Regions from separate parts of the Mus musculus genome. Here region 2 is linked to region 1. Evidence: chromatin contacts called from public HiChIP or PLAC-seq data. All regions are on one chromosome and are shown on one strand. Each heading gives the region's core, a stretch centred on a gene start, on an enhancer-like site or on the middle of the called end of the contact. The rest is flanking DNA. Distances are from core to core; before and after follow the strand shown. Region 1 overlaps Tox (thymocyte selection-associated high mobility group box). Region 2 has its middle 160 kb from the start of 8430436N08Rik.

What was found. HiChIP or PLAC-seq counts read pairs in DNA pulled down with a chosen protein or histone mark.
Region 2: an H3K27ac HiChIP or PLAC-seq map of large pre-B cells shows a contact between it and region 1, with 4 times the contacts expected there. The contact joins two enhancer-like sites. A contact is called at or near these places in 1 of 484 Hi-C or Micro-C datasets (bone marrow-derived macrophages) and 1 of 115 datasets of contacts at active chromatin or transcription factors (large pre-B cells).

Annotation. Positions count from the first base shown.
Region 1 is chr4:6,931,814-6,937,093 of GRCm38.p6, reverse strand. All of the region lies in intron 1 of Tox (thymocyte selection-associated high mobility group box), which reads left to right. Among named protein-coding and RNA genes, the nearest start is that of Tox, 56 kb to the left of the region's middle. Within about 2 kb of position 2,468, at least 44 of the 459 cell types and tissues checked have an H3K27ac peak or open chromatin away from gene starts, as enhancers often do.
Region 2 is chr4:7,402,838-7,408,427 of GRCm38.p6, reverse strand. No RefSeq gene overlaps it. Among named protein-coding and RNA genes, the nearest start is that of 8430436N08Rik, 160 kb to the left of the region's middle. Within about 2 kb of position 2,652, at least 7 of the 459 cell types and tissues checked have an H3K27ac peak or open chromatin away from gene starts, as enhancers often do.

The DNA of each region.
Region 1 (5,280 bases), core at 1,219-3,718:
ATTAGACATTTGTCTCCTGAAGTGGAGAGTAAGCTGTAGTGTGCGTTCTAAGGCATTCTATGGGTCTTTCCCAGTGACAAATTTCTTCTCCTTTTGACTCACAGAACTAGAAGTGTTGGGAATACTCTATGTGCACTCTGTATCTAGCTGTATGACTCGCAACCCTGAAAAGAATTGCTGTTTCTAATAATCATTATTACCAAAAAAGACAGTGTTCATAAGGATGATAAATGATACAGTATGCCAAGCTTCCAATTCCATGATTTAAGTCTTACACAGACCTTGGAGAAATAGCTAATTATTCATGGAGCACCTCATATTGCTTGCAGAAAATATGGAAAATGAAACTATAAAAATAAGTAATTCTACCACTCAACATGCATTTTGTTTTGTCATTTACATATATAATATGTAAGTATATATCAATCGTATGCGTACTGTTATGCACATGAGTTCTGTATGGAGAGGTGGAGAGACAGCTCTTGGGGGCAGAGAGATTGAGGCAGATACACATGGTGAGTGGCGGTGGGGTGGAGGAGGGAGGTTAAGAACTGATTTATTTATATTGAGACATAGGTTCTAGAACACAACAGTTTTCTTTTTGGTGAGTAGTTTTATGGCTGTTAACCTTGGGTGTGTTGAGAGTGCTAAGTGAGACACTGGGCACTAACACTTACTATTTTGGTGTGCCAGGATAGTGTGCTAGTATATCCTTTCTCACATACACTCCTCCTTCTCGCAGTCTGCATGCGCAGTGTGTGCTGTGAAGCCTCACTTCCATGTAAGTGGTGCTAGCAGAGCGCAGTGTAGTGCCAGATGCTAGACGCCTGTGTGTAATTACTTTTACAAGACAGCTCATTAAAAAGATCCACTTTTATATGGTGGTTTTCATTTTATGCTTAATAACTTGCTTCGATTTTTTAAAATATGAATTTCCTGGTTAACAACTTCACATACAAATCCTAGTACATCTTCTCCTCTCTCTCATGGGATAACATGCGGGTCCCTTCCGTAGCTAAGACGAGGTCCAGCTCTTGAATATTGTCTGTCCTTCGGACAAGCTGACACTTCTGCAGACATGCAGACCTCCTAAGCTCTTCTGAGATGTTCTATTGGACTGGGGAACTTTCATCTGCTTCCAGGACAGACACCTGGCTCTTTTCTCTTCCTGGTTGCTCCTCACGGAGAGCATACAGCAGCATGAATACTTTCTTTCTTGATCAGACTCTGAGAACAGGTGGAGAGTGGCTTCCCTATTGCTATAGCAGGGCAGGAACTTCTGCACTAATCTACAGTTTCTTCATATAATGAGTGATATGTGTCAGGAATTTTTCTTGGCTCTCCATAAAATACACTTTAATTTTAAGTCAGGAAATAATAGAATAGCAAAAGTCACAAAGTACCGTTTTGCCCTGTCAAAGATAAAAGCTGACAATCGTAGAATGTTCCAGAGACATTGAAAAGCCAGGATAGGGGAACTTTAGCCTCAGACCTTTTACTTCAGGTTTACCTCATCGCTTCTGTGTAGTTGTGTCAAGACAGTTTGTGGGGGGTTATTATTTTGGGGGAACTCTTAAAATGAATCATTTTCTCTAAACTGCTATGTGATGTCTGGCCAGAGAACTGTCAATAAGCTTGGGTTGTTCATGGTCACAAGGCAGTTACTTTAATCTTCTTAAGTAATTCTAAGGGCTGACCTGGGTGCTCCTGCTAGGTTACTAATGTCTTCCTGGGGTTTAGAAAGACACTGCCCTTGTACCCTCGGATGTCATTCCCTGTACGCTGCTCAAAGTTACAGTCTGGTGATTCAAAAGTCCTCATAAAGCCAATGAATGCTGTTGTCTATACAGCACCAGCATGTGGGCTTGGGGAAGAACCAGGTCTCAGCAAGCCCTGTGCTTTGATTGGGAAGGCCTTAGCACTGACAAACGCCAACACTTTCTACTATGCTAGTTTCACTTTTCCCTTGAGAATATTTGGCCCTGTGACTGATTTGGTTTTGACTGTGGTATGAGGTGGAGGTGCCACATCTCTTCCTCCCCACATTGGCTCCCAGTGGCACCTTTATCAAGAGTAGAATTTCCCATCAAGAGGAGACTTTGCTTCTCTTTCTTTTCCTTTAGTTGTAGGCTCAAAAGCTCAGTCATCCATCCATGTTAGCAGAGCAGAAACCCTCCCCTCCTAGCCTGGGCTGCCATCTTGCTCAGTAGCTAGAACTCTGCATTTGCAAAAGGCTAACAGGCCAAACAAAAGGGAAAGTGGTCACTTGGGGCCTTAGCTTTTTGTTCTTTGGCCCTGGCTTGAAAACCGTTACCTTTGAGGGGACAAACAGCAAAAAGCCTTTCTGAGGTCCCTGCAAGCTGGTGGGAGCCAAGGGTTGGTTTCTGTAGGTTTACAAGGAGGGTTGTCCCCTGAGGCCTGTTGGCACTGGTGCAAGCTGTGCTCTCCTATGATAGTATAGCAGCCTGTTGTAGGCATCAGCTCCAGGATGTAGCCCAGGGTAAGACAAGCAGCCTTGCTTATTAGCTCTGAGAAGAGTGGCTGGGGAAGTGTGAGCTGTTAAAATGTAGCAGATAACCTAGCCCGTCTCTTCATTCTCCATTCCTTCTCTTCCCTCTCTCCTCATCTCCCCAACTCCTCTCTTTCTTCCTTTTTCTCTTTTTTCTTTTTCTCTTTCTTCCTTGTTTCATTCTCTACTTCTGCCTCATTCTTTCTTTTTCTGTCTGAGGTGTGGTGGCTAGGGGCACCCAGCAGAGAACATTTGTGTAATTTATGAGACTGTGTACATTTAGAGCAATGTATTTGGTTTGTGGTGAGGAAACTTCCTTTTTCAAAGTTATAATGGGCCAGCCTTTAAGAGATTCTCAGAACTACTTTTTTTCTGTTGTTGTTCTTGGAAGTGTTGCTAAATGTATTTCTGAAACCATATATTTATGTCAGTAAAAGTTTTTTAATACCAAACCCTAAGCTTTTCTTCCCCTTTAATTATTGAATCCTGACAATTTTAAGGTATGGGATTCAAATCACAGAAGCAGTCAGCAGCACACTCTAAGCTAGATGATCAGGGTAAAAGAAAACAGGCCTGTGACATGGGAAACTGGCAGAGGCTTTGAATCTGACCTACAAGCAAAAGTGGTTTCCTTTTGCCAGAAGAAGGAGGATGAGAAAGGATCAGGGTGTTCCTTGTATGCTAATAACCCTTGTCCTCATGCCTATTCAGGAATTGTTTATAATAGAGTTAATTATAGTATACATTATTTATTGGTATTATAGTGTGATCATTTGATTAATACTTACAGTATTTTCTATTGTGTACGTGTAGCTTTTACACACAGTAATTTATTAGAGGTCTCGGGCATTTGTCTTCACATACTGAGCCAGGAACACTGAGTGGGAGATTTCCGAGTTAGTTCAAGTGGTTGAGTATACCACAGTTGCATCATTCTCTGATTCTCCCCCAAAATGGTTAAAATTAGTCCCAGGCTTCAGATGCAGAGTTGAGAGGCCGTGCTTAACACTACTGTTCACAGCCTTCGTTCTGAAAACATAAATTACATAGGCTCTTTTTAAACTGTAGACTGTCATTTCCAGTAATGTAGAACACACAAGAGAACTGCTTGATTTGGGATAACTATAATTCTAAGAAAAACTGTTAGAAAAACATCATCAAGGAATTCTTTTACCTTCCCTTTCCATGGAATACACTGAACATTTTAATATCTCAAAGCTCATGATTAGGTCCAAAGCCTGAAGCATTGAACACATGGTCTCAATACCATTTCTGCATCTCTCCACATTCCCCAGTTTCATAAGGAATGTAGTGAGTCCTTGGCAATAACTCTTCCCCACAACACTGTTTGAAATACATGGCACTTACAGAAAAATAGTATAAAAATGTCAGTATGGAACAGAGAGTATTGTAAAGACAGCAGTTGTAGATATTAGACAACTGAATTATTGGTCTTATAAAAAGAATGAAGCAACAGTCAAGATTATGTTTTATGTTTTCTTTTCTAGTTGAAGCAGACTAACATATTTCTCAGACAAATCTGTTGTGATTCTAGAGGCATTAACATACTTGTGTGCATGTGTGTGTGTGTGCAAGAGAGACACAGCCTGAGACAGACAGACAGACAGACAGACAGACAGACACACACACACACACACACACACAGACAGACAGAGAGAGAGAGAGAGAGACAGAGAGACAGAAAGTAGAGCAGACTGGGTAAATAGAGCATGTGCTCTGTTCATCATTTTGCCAGAGATTGAAAATCCTTATAATGGCAAATAACAGTTTTTCATTGCAACAAAAGGTTGAAAGGAAGAGAGAAATATTAAATTTTTGGAGCCAAAACATTATCATGCTTTGATTTTAATATTGAATAGCTTAGGTAATGTGAGAAAGCATGTTTTACATCAAGTAAAATACTAAGGAAGAAAATTTTTATAGCTGACCTAAACAGAGTTTGGTTTGACAATATAAATGATGTTTCTTCATCCAGAAATTGTCACGGGCATTCTTTGGAAGGTATAATCCTCATTAGTTTTATTTACAAATGGGTTTCAAAGAAAAATTTTAGGTCTAAGCCCTGAATCATTTAGAACTGCACTTATCATTGTTTGGACTTGGATTTTGCTCCCAAAGAAGCAACATAACTGTAGAGGACATTTAAAATTCTTTATGTTTTTTGTTGATGCTGAGAGTGGAGAGATTCGGAGCCTCCTGTCTGCTAAACATGACTCTAGCACTCACCAAGGCCTGAGACCCTGCTTTCTCATCAGAAAACTGTTAGGAGCTGGGCCTGTTTCTCAGAACTTTGCAGATACTAATATACTAAGTCTCATTGCATTTATGAAGTGTATTGTTAATATTCTAACAGAGATCAGGTCAATGCTATAATGCCCAAGCTAATCTGATTGGAAAAAGTGGAGGGGTAACAGAGATGGAAATTGGCTTGCCTGACATCACACAGTAAATGCAGGAGTATATTTATTGAGGCATCTTTTAAAAATATGAAAATTAATTTGAAAGAAGACAATTGTCAGGAGAACACCTTACAGCCTTTTAGTAAGTAGTAAAATGATAATTTTTGCTTGAAAAATCGGCAGGTAAAATTAACATCTAAATTAATTCTGAAATTAAACCTTCAAAATTATTAATACTAATGCCGAATTCAGGTTAGGCTATCTTGAGTTGAACAGAAAAGGTGTGAGTTATAATCACTGTAACATATCTCCACTTCAATGCTTAATTTGAACTATAATGATCTGTCTCAG
Region 2 (5,590 bases), core at 1,403-3,902, 470 kb before region 1:
AAATTTAAGTTAAAAAATAGACATTAGGCACATTCATGTTGCTTGCTCAGTGCTTGATTGATAAATGTCATTGTATAATGATAAAAATCAAGATGAAATTGTTTATTTTTATTGATTGTCTGAAAGCAATCCATTAGCTGGATCCCTAGAAAGGGATGATGAGCCGGGCATGGTGGAGCACGCCTTTAATCCCAGCACTCGGGAGGCAGAGGAAGAGGCAGGTGGATTTCTCAGTTCGAGGCCAGCCTGGTCTACAAAGTGAGTTCCAGGACAGCCAGGGCTACACAGAAAACCTCTGTCTCAATAATAATAATAATAATAATAATAATAATAATAATAATAATAAAGCAAGGGCTGCTGAAGGACTAGAACTGTACCTGAGTGAATTCCTGGAATCCGGTGGCTGCAGCGTCTGAGCTCTTAATACAGGAAGATCGACTTTCAAGCCCCTCGATTGGCTGTCTGGGTTAAGTCACATGACCACTGGAAGACCATGGCTTCTTGCTGGCTATTGGCTGGAGATGAGGTCAATTCCCTGCAGAGTAGCAGTTATATAATACTCTCATGAGATGAAAGCCATCGGTTCCGAGTTGGGAAAAGAGAGATAAGATGGAAATCACATTGCTTTGATGTCCTTATCTTGGAAGCAGAATTCTGTCACCTGGGAGGGACAAACTAAAATCCAGCCTCACACTTATTGGAAAATAAGCAACAGGAGAATCAGGAGGTTAGGCTGACAGAGCCAGGGAGGAGGCTCGGTCATTATTTCCTAGAAATATTACATATTCGTTCTCTAAGTATATATCCTTTCAAGAATTTTCTAAATTATACATATATATATGTATATATATATATATATATATATATATATAATTTTTAGTACTTTTCTGTTTAATAGCTTGATTAAATTCTTTGAGTCTTGTGTAGAAAATTTAGGGAAACAGTCTAAATATCATGGGCATAGATTGGAAAATATTGCTCACTAATAAATAAAAACGCATTTTGCCTAGCATACACTTTCTTTTTAGTTCAAGATCAGAAGCATATATATAAAATAGGAGAATGGGACCAGCTTTATAATGGTCTTATCAAAATGTGTGGGGACAGGTGTGCTTCATTAGGGAGATCGACAGAATGTGTGGAAAGTATAACTTTTTTTACTTTTGATGAAAATTTTTTAGATATGTGAGTCTTTTGTTAAATTACCTTCCTTTAAAAATCACACTGAATACCGCTTTTCTCTTCAGATTATATAAATCATTTGCCTTTTAAAAAAAGCCATGAAGCAATCTGAGTTAAATGCAGTCATAATATATTCCTTAGTAAAACACTAATACTGGATAATAAGGAACGAGGTATCTGTGAAATAATAGATGGCAAAAATAAAGTTAAACATCTATTTTCCTCATAATTTTCAAAGCTTATATAAAACTAGGAGCTATGTGAAGGGCTGCCTTCAATCTAAGAAAAATTTATGGAGAATACTTCAGACATTTAAATAAAATAGCTTAAAATGATGTGAATAGCTTTTTCTATTTATATTATTACTAGATACTGCAGTGCTAGGAGGCAAAAATTCATTTTCTATCTTTTCTCTATGAAATGTAGATTCCTATCTAAAGGTGAATGTATGACACTAAAGAAATGTAATAAAGTTTGATATAAACCTGATTACCTTCCATCTAAAAAATATAGCTGCAAGTCCTCCTAACTTTGTGCTAGAAATAGAAATTAGTGAGAAACTCAAGTTGGTTCTAAAATCTTCTACCTAAGGAGAAGTTATCCCAAGCTCTGAATCCCCAGGACAGAAATGAACTATATAAGAAATTATATTTTTCTAAAGAGTGTAATAGCTTTCTCACTCAGGCAAGACATCATGTTAGAAAACAAAAATACTATCACCATGCTAAATTACATATACCTTATTCTTTTACATACTATATTATAATACCTGCTTGTCCTATTTTTCTTTTGGCCAAATACTTGTGCATCTCTATTTGTTCAGTCAGTTTAGAGAAGGAGTCATGGAGATAGTTCCTCATCATGTGGAATTTAGACTCATTTTTGAGACTGCATGTACCTAGCTCTTCCAAAATCTCATGTAAGCACACAAACATATATGCATGCACATACATGTACATGCACACACAACTGCACACATGCATGCACAAGCACATATGCAGGAAGACACACACATTCACCACTATAGCATATGCAAAGGAAAATGGTGCTGCTTATATACCCCTCCGTGTGATGTGTCAGCTCCTGATTAGCTGCTCACTCATCACCCCACTACTACGCCCCGGGACGGGCAGTGACTTGGCACGAATTTACTCTTGCACCTGCGCACATTACTTGTTTACCAGTTAGGCACAGCGGAGGCTTGTAATGGTAATTGCTCACAGCTCTCCACAGGCACGGAAACATAAAAACAATCTCAGCACATTTGTTTATATTTCTGTTTTAAGTTTTCAGATGCTTTCATTGCAGACTCATGCCTTAGCTAATTCAGAGGATTAATTAACAGTGGGATTGGTTCATACAGTAGTTGATTCTCCAATCAGAATGTTTATTGTGTGTGTAGGGAGAGGGGGATTGACAGTAGAAAGCAGACAGGTAGCTATATTTGGAATTTTTCTTACGTCCTAGACTGATCATGCATACTTTTGATACTTGGGGCCATGGCAATATAACCACAAAATCCCAAGGGGAACAAAGGGTACTATAGTGTACTTTGCTGCTAAACAGTGACATTCCTTGATTCACAGGATATAAACCTACTGCAATCCAGAGGCATTGGGAATCTGCGTGGGATTGTCATATCATTAGAATTAGCTTAGAGCTCTAATGAGTATAAGGATTATGATATCTGTTTTTGTTGGACATTCTAACTCACTCTGTTTGGCATAAAGTTTAATTTCTCTTTGATATTAAACCATATCTTGCTTGTGGCTTAATATTCATGGTTTTATATACTACTATCTAGATTTTAAATTGTAACTTGTCTACATATAAGAAAATATTTTACAGATTTAAAATTGTATCCGGGAGATAAAGCTAAGCTCCAATAAAAACAGAGCTTTTAATTTTGAGGAAGTAATTGTAGGTTATTTCCTCTTTTGTGTTCCAAAATAGTAATACTGCATTCTTGAGCTGATACAGACTTTGATATTAATCATGTCTGAGAATATGAACTCTTTAACAGACATAAACATAGTAGATATGCAGAATATGTAGACAGCAGTAGTTAGAGAGAGAGAGAGAGAGAGAGAGAGGGAGAGAGGTGACAGATAGATTCTTGTGTGAGAGCAGCATAAGCCTGAATCTGAAGGATGTTTTCCCTCTGGATGCCTAATATTTGGTTCTTGATTATTAGAATGAAAAGCTTGCCTGACATATAAAATGTAGTTTGCTAATAATCTGTTATAGATTTAAATTAATATAAGAATACAGTATTTATATATGCTTTGTTCATAAGGATTTTTTTCTGTTTTAAATATGGTGATTTATGACAAATTCATCTTCTAGAAAACTCTGTGCTCCATGCTTGGCTAGATGCCCGATACCTTCTGTTTTCGGTACTTTATGAACTGAAGATTATATGAAAGTAACTCTAGCTTCAAGTTAAATAGTAAAGGAAATTGATCTGTTAAATTACCACCAAATATTTTAACAAAAATATATTTAAAAATCTGTCATTACTATATAATATGGCTTAAGTATTTATTATGAAACCTGAGAAGTAAAGGAAAGTTCCCCTGGAAGTGTCATGGACCTAAAGAGGCTTTCAGAACCACAGAGCAGAGACTGGGGCAGGGGCAGGCATGGGGGTGCACACCTCGGATCTCACCCTGGAGGCATAACTATGTAAGTTCTGGGACAGCCAGGTGTGCATAGTTCTAGACCAACCAAGGCAACATGATGAGACCCTTTCTAAAATAAATAATAAGCAAATAAATATTAGACAGAGAGAAACTGCAACAGACTACAAAATAAAAAAAAACAATGAAAAACTCAATATTTCTTCAACAATTACTTAAAAACAATATAAGCATCTTGATAAAAATGAAATATAATATATTAAATAACTAAAAAATAGGTATCTTGTTTTAAAGGAAAAGAGAACAATAGAGTTTTGCTTTCAAGTTCTGTAAAGAAGCCAAGGACAAACGCAATAACCTATATTATTTTGAGAAATTCTTGGACTCTCCTGACCACCACCTCAAAGGGGGATTTCTCATGCCTGGCCCTGTTTTTTGTTTTTAAATATAGATTGTCTGTGGCTCTTCAGAGTAACATTATCACCCCAATTAGTGTAACTAATCTGTGCGCGTGAGTGTGTGTAATTTTAAATGAATGTAAACTTGTATGTTTCCTTATTTTTTCTTTCTTCCATTTCACATGTATTACACTCCTTATCACCATTTTCCCACACCCTTTTCAAAGCACCAGACTCTTATCCCCTTCCCACCCTGTAGAGTTCTTTTCCTGTCTTTACCACACTTACCGTAATCCTTTTGTACTTTCTTGAATTTTGATGTTATTCTCTGTGCTAGGAAAGAGAGAGAAAGAGAGAGAGAGAGAGAGAGAGTGAGAGAGAGAGAGAGAGAGAGAGAGAGAGAGAAGAAGAAGAAGGAGGAGGAGGAGGAGGAGGAGGAGAAGAAAGAAAGAAAGAAGGAAGGAAGGAAGGAAGGAAGGAAGGAAAGAAAGAAAGAAAGAAAGAAAGAAAGAAAGAAAGAAAGGAGGGAGGGAGGGAGAGAGGGAGGGAGAGAGGGAGGAAGGAAGGAAGGAAGAAGGAATTTTACTTGTCTTAATTGTTTTTGTCTTTCTGGTCCTGGCTTTTATCACCCAATATAAATATGTCTAGGTTCACCAATTGACCTTTAAATTTCTGAGTTTATTTTATTTAGAGCTGAATGTGTTCTATTTTCACTATTCATTCATCAGTTGATGGGCATTTAAGTTGTTTCTATTTCCACATATTGTGACTAGAACTACAGTGAACATGACTGAGCAAGCATCTGGAAAAGATGATGTCAAATCTTTTGGACATGGCCAAAGAATTTTATACCTGACCATAGTAGATCTATATTTAGATTTCCAGACACTATTAGCTAAACACACCACACACCTCAGACACAAGACTTTGAGGAATCAAGCTGTAAATGATATAGAAACTTTCTCCAGGATGACTAGTTTGCACAGTATCTGAAGGTGCTATGCAAGTGGACAAAAGAAAAATGCAACTAATAGTGGTACCCAGCTGTAAAATCTATACATTTCAACAAGGACCAGCCTTCAGTGGTGCAGTATATATGTCTCCAGTGGTGCAGTAGTGGCACTTACACCTTGCAGGCAACCAACCATTGTCTGTAAGAAGAAACTCAGAGCTGATACTATGAACCTAGCCATCTCCTTATGAAATGGGAGGTCAAGGACCCTAGAAGAGAGAGAACCCTCCAAGGCTATTTTCCTAAAGCACTTCAATGTCTGGCTGTCTTCTAGACACTTATCCTTAGACCTACAGACAAAAATACGTCTTACCCCTCATCAAAGAAATTTCTTTTTGCAGTGGATGGAGACCATTACA